2 separate regions of the Rattus norvegicus genome follow, and region 2 is linked to region 1. The links are chromatin contacts, called in public Hi-C maps. All regions are on one chromosome and are shown on one strand. The core of a region is the stretch at or near the end of the contact, and the rest is flanking DNA. Distances in the headings are between cores, read along the strand shown.

The links. A called contact is a pair of places that touch in the nucleus more often than the background predicts.
Region 2: a Hi-C map of the A7r5 cell line shows a contact between it and region 1, with 2.9 times the contacts expected there. The contact joins the promoter of Aen here to the enhancer-like site in region 1. A contact is called at or near these places in 11 of 12 Hi-C or Micro-C datasets (the A7r5 cell line, the Rat2 cell line, Schwann cells and 6 more) and 1 of 1 datasets of contacts at active chromatin or transcription factors (oligodendrocytes).

The regions. Positions count from the first base shown.
Region 1 is chr1:142,136,049-142,139,590 of GRCr8, reverse strand. No RefSeq gene overlaps it. Among named protein-coding and RNA genes, the nearest start is that of Mrps11, 21 kb to the right of the region's middle. Within about 2 kb of position 1,805, at least 8 of the 93 cell types and tissues checked have an H3K27ac peak or open chromatin away from gene starts, as enhancers often do. A contact at or near this core is called in the A7r5 cell line, where this site is marked.
Region 2 is chr1:142,223,011-142,226,552 of GRCr8, reverse strand. Aen (apoptosis enhancing nuclease) reads right to left here and starts at 2,020. Exons shown (of 4, transcript NM_001108487.2): 1 at 1,728-2,020.

The sequences.
Region 1 (3,542 bases), core at 556-3,055:
GAGTTCAAATCCCAGCAATCACATGGTGGCTCACAACCATCTGTAATGGGATCTGATGCCTTCTTCTGGTGTCTGAAGACAGCTACAGTGTACTCATATAAATAAGTAAAATATTAAAACACACACACACACATACACACACACACATATATATCACTTTAATTCCTCCATGTAGTTCCTCTTAGGTAGTCTGCTTACTATAATTTCCTCAAATTTTTGCATATATCTCTATGTAATATTATTGAAGTATATATAAAATATAAATATTTGCCAGAGGTGTCTGATAGCTCTCTATTTGGTTGTGGAAGGTGGAAATGTTAAAAAAATAATGTATATATTCAAATGAATGGGAGAATGAAGTAGAGACAGGAGTGCTTTAGAGCCAAAGAAACACATGGGCAGGGCATTAGTGTGGCCAGAAGCCCAGACTCCCTCGTACCCTTCTCAAAATTATGCTTCTGGAGCTACACCCAGATGCCGTACATCTAAAGCCCATGGTGATATTTTAGGCATATTTTCTTTGTGACACAAAGAGAATTCATTCAATAAATATCTACTAAGTGCATACTTTAAAAAGATATCCTAATCCTTTTAATGTCTAACTTTGTTATATTTTGGAGACATTGCTGTGGTTGGTTTTTGGAATCAGACCCTGGCTGGTATTTTGAGTCATAGATATCATGGTAGCCATCTTGTTGGTAACCTGGCTTTGCCATTATTGTTTCGGAATGTTCTAGTAACAGTCTTGAAAATCACATGACGGGTAACATCTATAATGTTCTTCAACATGGCCTTGACATTTTCTGGAGCATGGCTGACTGTGGAGCCAGGTCAGGGCAGTCCTGGGTAACCAGTTTGATTGGGGGTTAGCATGGAGGCCCCACCCCAATCACTGGCTCAAACTTTTCTGTTCAGCGAAGCCCTTAAGCACCTGCTTCCCGAGCACTGCTCACCTTGGTGCTCTTGCGGAGCCCACAAGTTTCTTCCTACATCGACTTAGCTGATGAATCTGAACATGGTCAAGGAAACGATTTGAACTGAAAAGATCACTCTGGGAATGGAGGAAAAGTTGAGGGCTGTGCCCAAAGGTGATGGTGGAGGGGAACAGGGAGGCCACTATGCCGGGTCGAGGGTCAAGGTGATAGACTTGGTAAGACAACCGCCAGCAGAGTTGGGGGTGGGAGAAGTAGTCAGGCTGAGCCGTATTCTGGAGGGAGCGTGGCCTGGGGACTGCTCTGCTTCACAGGCTGCTTCCAGGAGAATTCAAACACCCCTCCTTCACTAACAAGCATGGCAGTCTGAGGCTGAGCCCTCCCAACACCTCTCAGCTCCAGCCCTGGGTCCACCCCTTCCTGGATCTAACAGGGTCAGAAGGCCAATGTGATGCGACATCGGTTCAAACCCACCCCACTTCACAGTTCCCACTGAACCACAGAACCTTGTTGGTCCCTTGTGCCAGCAGTTGCTAACAATATGGCTGCCTTGCTTTTTCCCCTTGCCCTACAGGCTGTTTTCTCCAGTGTGGCCACAGCACCATCTCCATCTTTGTGCCTGTGTTCGCCAGAGTCAGGCTCTAGGAGACATCACCAGTGTTTTGCTACCAGAAGCTCTCCTGTCAGACTCTTCTCTCCAGGTGGCATGGAGCCAGTTCACAGGTCTGTGACTCAGGAGACTTGCTCTCACTTAGGAGGCACTGTTTGCTGTGCTTCCCTTCCCCCACTCCAAGCCACTCTTTCTACCACTTGGTGGCACAGTGGGGAGCAGCCAAGGCTGTAGATGGTGTCAGCTGCATAAGAGTTGGGAGGAAGAAGTGAGTCAGAAACTACCTCACTATCTCCTCTGTTTCCCATGGTGGTTGTAAGAGGCAGTTATGGCTGGGGGCTTTGGCAATCTCTTCTTCGTGGGTCAAGGGGAAGCAACAGTCTGAAGGTCATCTTTCTCTACAATGCCATCAGAATTCCTTCCTGATGAAGTCAAGTTGGAGCACATTGTATCTGTAGGGACAGAGCCAGACCCTTCCCAGAGTCTGGAAACACACAATTTTTGTTGCAAACCCTTGGCTAACTAAAATAGCCAGAGTAGTTTTGATATGCCCATTGGAAGCATGTGACCTGGGCAAGACAGCTTTATGGGGCTGTCGCTGCAGCCAGAAGCACTTCTAGCAGATGTCAGGCCCTTCCCTGGGAAAGTTTGGGTGCACAGATTTCTGGCCAGCATAGAAAGGTCTAGGACAGAGAGCTCTGCACAGGTGACATTGGGGCAGGTTGGTTAGGATGGTTCCCACAGAACTGAGCACGGGCCCTACAACCCTGTCAGTAAGGGAGGTATGATGGGTAGTGTTGAGCAAGAATGATGTTTGAGGCTTTGTCCCATCTCTTAGCTCCATCTTCTTCTACTCAGGCTTGAAATGGAAGAGGGGAGCCCGAGGAAGGGAAAAGCTCTGAGCAGTCTGTGAGGCTCAAGTTTGGTTTAATATTTGGGCAGAGTTTTAGATTGTTGAAAGAATTACAACTCTCAGACTGAACTTTTGAAAACAGGGTCTCACATATCCTGAGAGAATAGCCTTGAACTTCTGATCTTGCTTTTGCTGTGTGCTGGGGTTACATCTGTCTGCTGCTGTCACACCTAGTTTTATGCGGTGCTGGAGGAAAGGGACATTCTTTGAAAGACGAGCTTTTTCCTATTAACTCATGTGATTTAATGACGGCAGTGATGGGAGGCAAGTGCAGTCCTCATGTGGGAGCCCTGGACTTCCACCTTGCTTATGAAGGGTACACCCAGGCAAGGGGCTTCGTCTGCCCAGCCTGGCCATGTCTTCAGATGGTAGGGATATGGGTGAGGTTGTATTTTTTGCTTGTCAAATCCTGGGAGCCTCAAGAGCCATGTGATGTCCCAGTTTTCTGCCTCTGTCTGAGTGAGCTGAGCTCTGATTTGAGGAGGTGTGAGGGCTCTAAATGACTGCAAAGTACATTTCAATCAGACAGAAAATAGGTGAGAAATGCATTTTCCCTTAATGCCCCAATTATCCCAGTCCCAACAGGACAAAAAATGTGCTTTTGCCTGCTCTCAGGGACGCTGTGCTCAGGATCCCTGCCTGTCCCCAGGATCTCTGACTGTGCTTTGTGCGCAGGGACACGTGCTCCCCTCCAAGGGCCCAGGATGCAGGTGAGGAAAAAGCACCTCATCTCTCAGAGGAGGAGTACTGGGGAGGACTGGCAGGCTCCTTTGTGGTACTATCTCTCTCTCTCTCTCTCTCTCTCTCTCTCTCTCTCTCTCTCTCTCTCTCTCTCTCTCTGCAGCAGCCTCAGAGCTTCTCTTCCATCTATGCTTCTCCCCAGCTTGTCTGGAAAAGCACTGCTCCATGGTCCTGCTCACCCCCCCCAACCCCCACTCGACACCTCCCTCCCCCACCCCCACTTCTCAGCTTTACCCTCTCTTTCCACCTGGATTAAATAAAGCAGGGTTCCTAGTTCTCCCTGCCTCCCCCATGCTCCAGAAAGGTCTTTCTCAAATACCTTCCTCCCATGCTGTGACCCTGACAA
Region 2 (3,542 bases), core at 771-3,270, 87 kb before region 1:
ACATTGGATTTTGCCCTCCTCAGACAACAGGCAGCTTTCCTCAGAGTCCCCTCAAGTCAGCAAGCTGCAGAGCCCCCACTGTGTTTGCTGTCCCTCTCTCATGGCTTCAGAAGCCCAAGCTGGGCCTCCCAGTGGCAGGCCTGGAGGGTACTACAGAGCTCGAAGTCCTCCAAACCACGGATCAACAGGAAGGGAACTTGAGAACCTGGGCAGTCACCGGGAAGAGACCTTGAGTTAAGGAGAGCCGGGAAGCCCAGGGTGGGAAGAGTATTCAGAAAAGAGAAACCTGACAAGCACAGACCTAAGAGCCAGGGAGAGTAGGCAAAGAACTTGGTGCAGCCTGTAAACACCTAGGGAGCAGGGGGTGTACTGAGTCACTGGAGGACTCCAGGGGACATCGTGGTTACCTCATCAGAGGATGAGGTCAGACTAGGAGCCCAAGATGTGACATTTGCATATGCTTGGCCCAGGAAGTGGCACTACCAGGAGGTGTGGCCTCATTGGAGGAAGTGTGTCACTGTGGGCGTGGGCCTTAAGACTTTCATCCTAGCTGCCTGGAAGACAGCCTTCTGTCTGCCTTCAGATGAAGGTGTAGAGTTCTCAGCAACTCCAGTCGCACACCTGCCTGGATGCTGCCATGTTCCCATGTTGATGATAATGGACTAAACCTCTGAACCTGTAAGCCAGCCCCAATTAATTAAATGTTGTCCTGATAAGAGCTGCCTTGGTCGTGGTGTCTGCTCACAGCAGTAGAACCCTAAGACACAGGGTGGAGTAGCAGTAGCAGCGGGGAGGAAAGAACAGTCTGTGTTTGCTGATGCCAGCATGTGCACTAGGAGTAATGGTCCACTTAGCCAGGGGGAGGCTCAGTGACCCATGCTGACACAACTGCTCTCGGCTTGCTCATCTGCTCTCTGAATAGTACCCTGTCTTTTAAGAGGTTGTCAGCAACTTCCTCATTTCCACAAACCACATCTCAGAACTGACAAAAATTCAGAAACTCAATTTGCCTTAGTCCAGCAAAGGGAGAAAACCTGGCCTAGAAGACCTGTGCTAGCCCTGCTGATCACGGACTTCCGGTTGGGGGCAGGAGGATGGACTCTCCTACCCCCTGCTGGCAAGGTTTGAAAGAAGCTAAAATTAGGTTCCCCGGAGTAGAGGTCTCCGTATTTTTGCATTTGTTTGAAAAGATAAAGGCAGTCATTTCCTATAGTCCCTGAACCTGTGGACGTGCCAGAACTAACAATTATCACGGGAACGCACTTCCACAGCCCAAAGCCCTGAATGACACTCACTCAGTTTAGCTGGAGAGAAGTATTCAGAGGACACAGCTCTTTTAGCAAAGCCACGTACAGATATTCCACATCATAACTCTCTCTGGCCAGTATGGAAGGCACTTGGCCTTCATGTGAAGGTCCCTGACCCAAGAGGACTCCAGATGAGAAGGTTCCCAAAAAACTGCAAGGCCAGAATCGTCACTGGCATAAGGGTCCCACCTGCCATGCTGGTAGACCCGACCTCCGTCAGTGGGCCCGTCTAGACACTGTTCTGGCACGAAATAACCTGATGACATCAGAAAGTCACTGTCCCTTAACCATCAACCGCCCTAGGTAGAAGGCAAAGTTTTGGGACAGGACCCGAGACCCCACCCTCAAGTCACGATTGTGAAGACCCCAGTTTGAGAAAGGCTGGCGCAATAAGGTCCCCAATGCTACCCAAAAGCTTACCTGACCAGTTTTTTGTTTGTTTGTTTGTTTTTTAAGTATGAGGGCAGGCCGCAATCCTCACAGCTGAGGCGTGCAGTGGACGCTCAATGTCCACGCGGTCCCCTGATGCCCACCGGCTCCAAGTTGGGAAAGACCGCGTGAGGCCGCGTTCCGGCCTGGCTGCACACCACCCGGTCCCGAGAGCCACGTGAGGCTGGCGACAGGAACCCGCAGCCCGGGGCTCCCTGTGGCGGTCCCCTAGCTCACCTGAAGACCGGGCCGCACTTTGCGGCTTTCACGTGGAAGCCTTGACGGCAGCAGTAGTTGCTTGCCCGGACATGCCCGGCTTCGGCTGCCTGTCTATTGGTTCGCTGGGCCGTAGGGCCCGCCTAAGGCCTCCTCGGATTGGCTGATCCTGCTCCTCCTGGAGTAGGCGTGCCAGTCAGAAGGGGTGGGGCTACCGTAGGAGGAGCGCGTGGTCTGCGCCGGGAGAGGGCAATGTTTAGGAGGTTAGTAAAAAACTGAATGGAACGTCTGGTTTCTGACCTGACGCCTAGTGAACGTCAAACTTCAAAGACTTAAAGTCACAAGGTGCACACCCAAATCTGCCTAGGGTGAACTGCAGCCTCTCCAGTCTCGGAGTTCTGAGAACCGGGTGAAATAATACAGTATTCTTTAAACTTGAAAAAAAAAATCAGGTTTGCTTTTTCTGCATTGCTTTTTCAATATTTATTTAATTTGTGTTTTTTTATTTTTTGTTTTGTTTTTCGAGACATGATCTCCTGTAGCCCAGGCTGTCTCATTTTCCTTCTTTTTTCCAGTATCAAGTTCGTATTTTCTGTATAGTTGTGAATGAACTTCTGATCCTCTTGCCTCTGACATCCTAAATACTGGTATTACAGCATTTTGCCACCACACCCATATTAAGTATTCCTTTGCATATTTTATTCATATACTCATTTCCCTATGAAAAGTTTTTAAAAGGGGGATGGGAGAGTTGCCTCGGAAGTAAAAAGGTGCTTGCTCGGTAAACCCGATGACCTGAATTTGATCCCTGGACCTTCTTAGAAAGCTGATTAAAGTGCACACCTTTAATCCCAGCACTCAGGAGGCAGAGGCAGGTGGATCTCTGAGTTCCAGACCAGCCTGGTCTACAGAGCAAGTTCCAAGACAGCCAAAGCTACGCAGAGAAGAAAGGAAGGGAGAGGAAGAGGGGGAGGGGAAGAGACAGAGTACTCCTACAGTGCTACAGTGAGATGGTAATGGAGACAGAAAAATTAACCGAAGCTCTCTGGCTAGCTAGGGTAGGCAGAAACGAGATACCCCAAACAACAAGAAACTCCCTGAAGTTGTCCTCTAACATGCACGGGCATGCATACTCACCCACCCACACCCACCCCAGTCCCTACACCTACACACACACACACACACACACACACACACACACACTCACTCACACACAAAATAGGTTTTTTTTTAAATAAATTTAAAAAGGAAAAGCTAGAGGAGCTCATAGACCCCAGAATCAAATCTACTACTGTTTTGCTAAACTGACAGTATCAAACTGCCCTTAAAATTTGTATAATCGGGCTAAGATCAAAAACTCAGGTGACAGCAGATGCTGGCGAGGATGTGGAGAAAGAGGAACACTCCTCCATTGTTGGTGGGATTGCAGACTGGTAAAACCATTCTGGAAATCAGTCTGGAGGTTCCTCAGAAAATTGGACATTGAACTGCCTGAGGATCCAGCTATACCTCTCTTGGGCATATACCCAAAAGATGCCTCAACATATAAAAGAGACACGTGCTCCACTATGTTCATCGCAGCCTTATTTA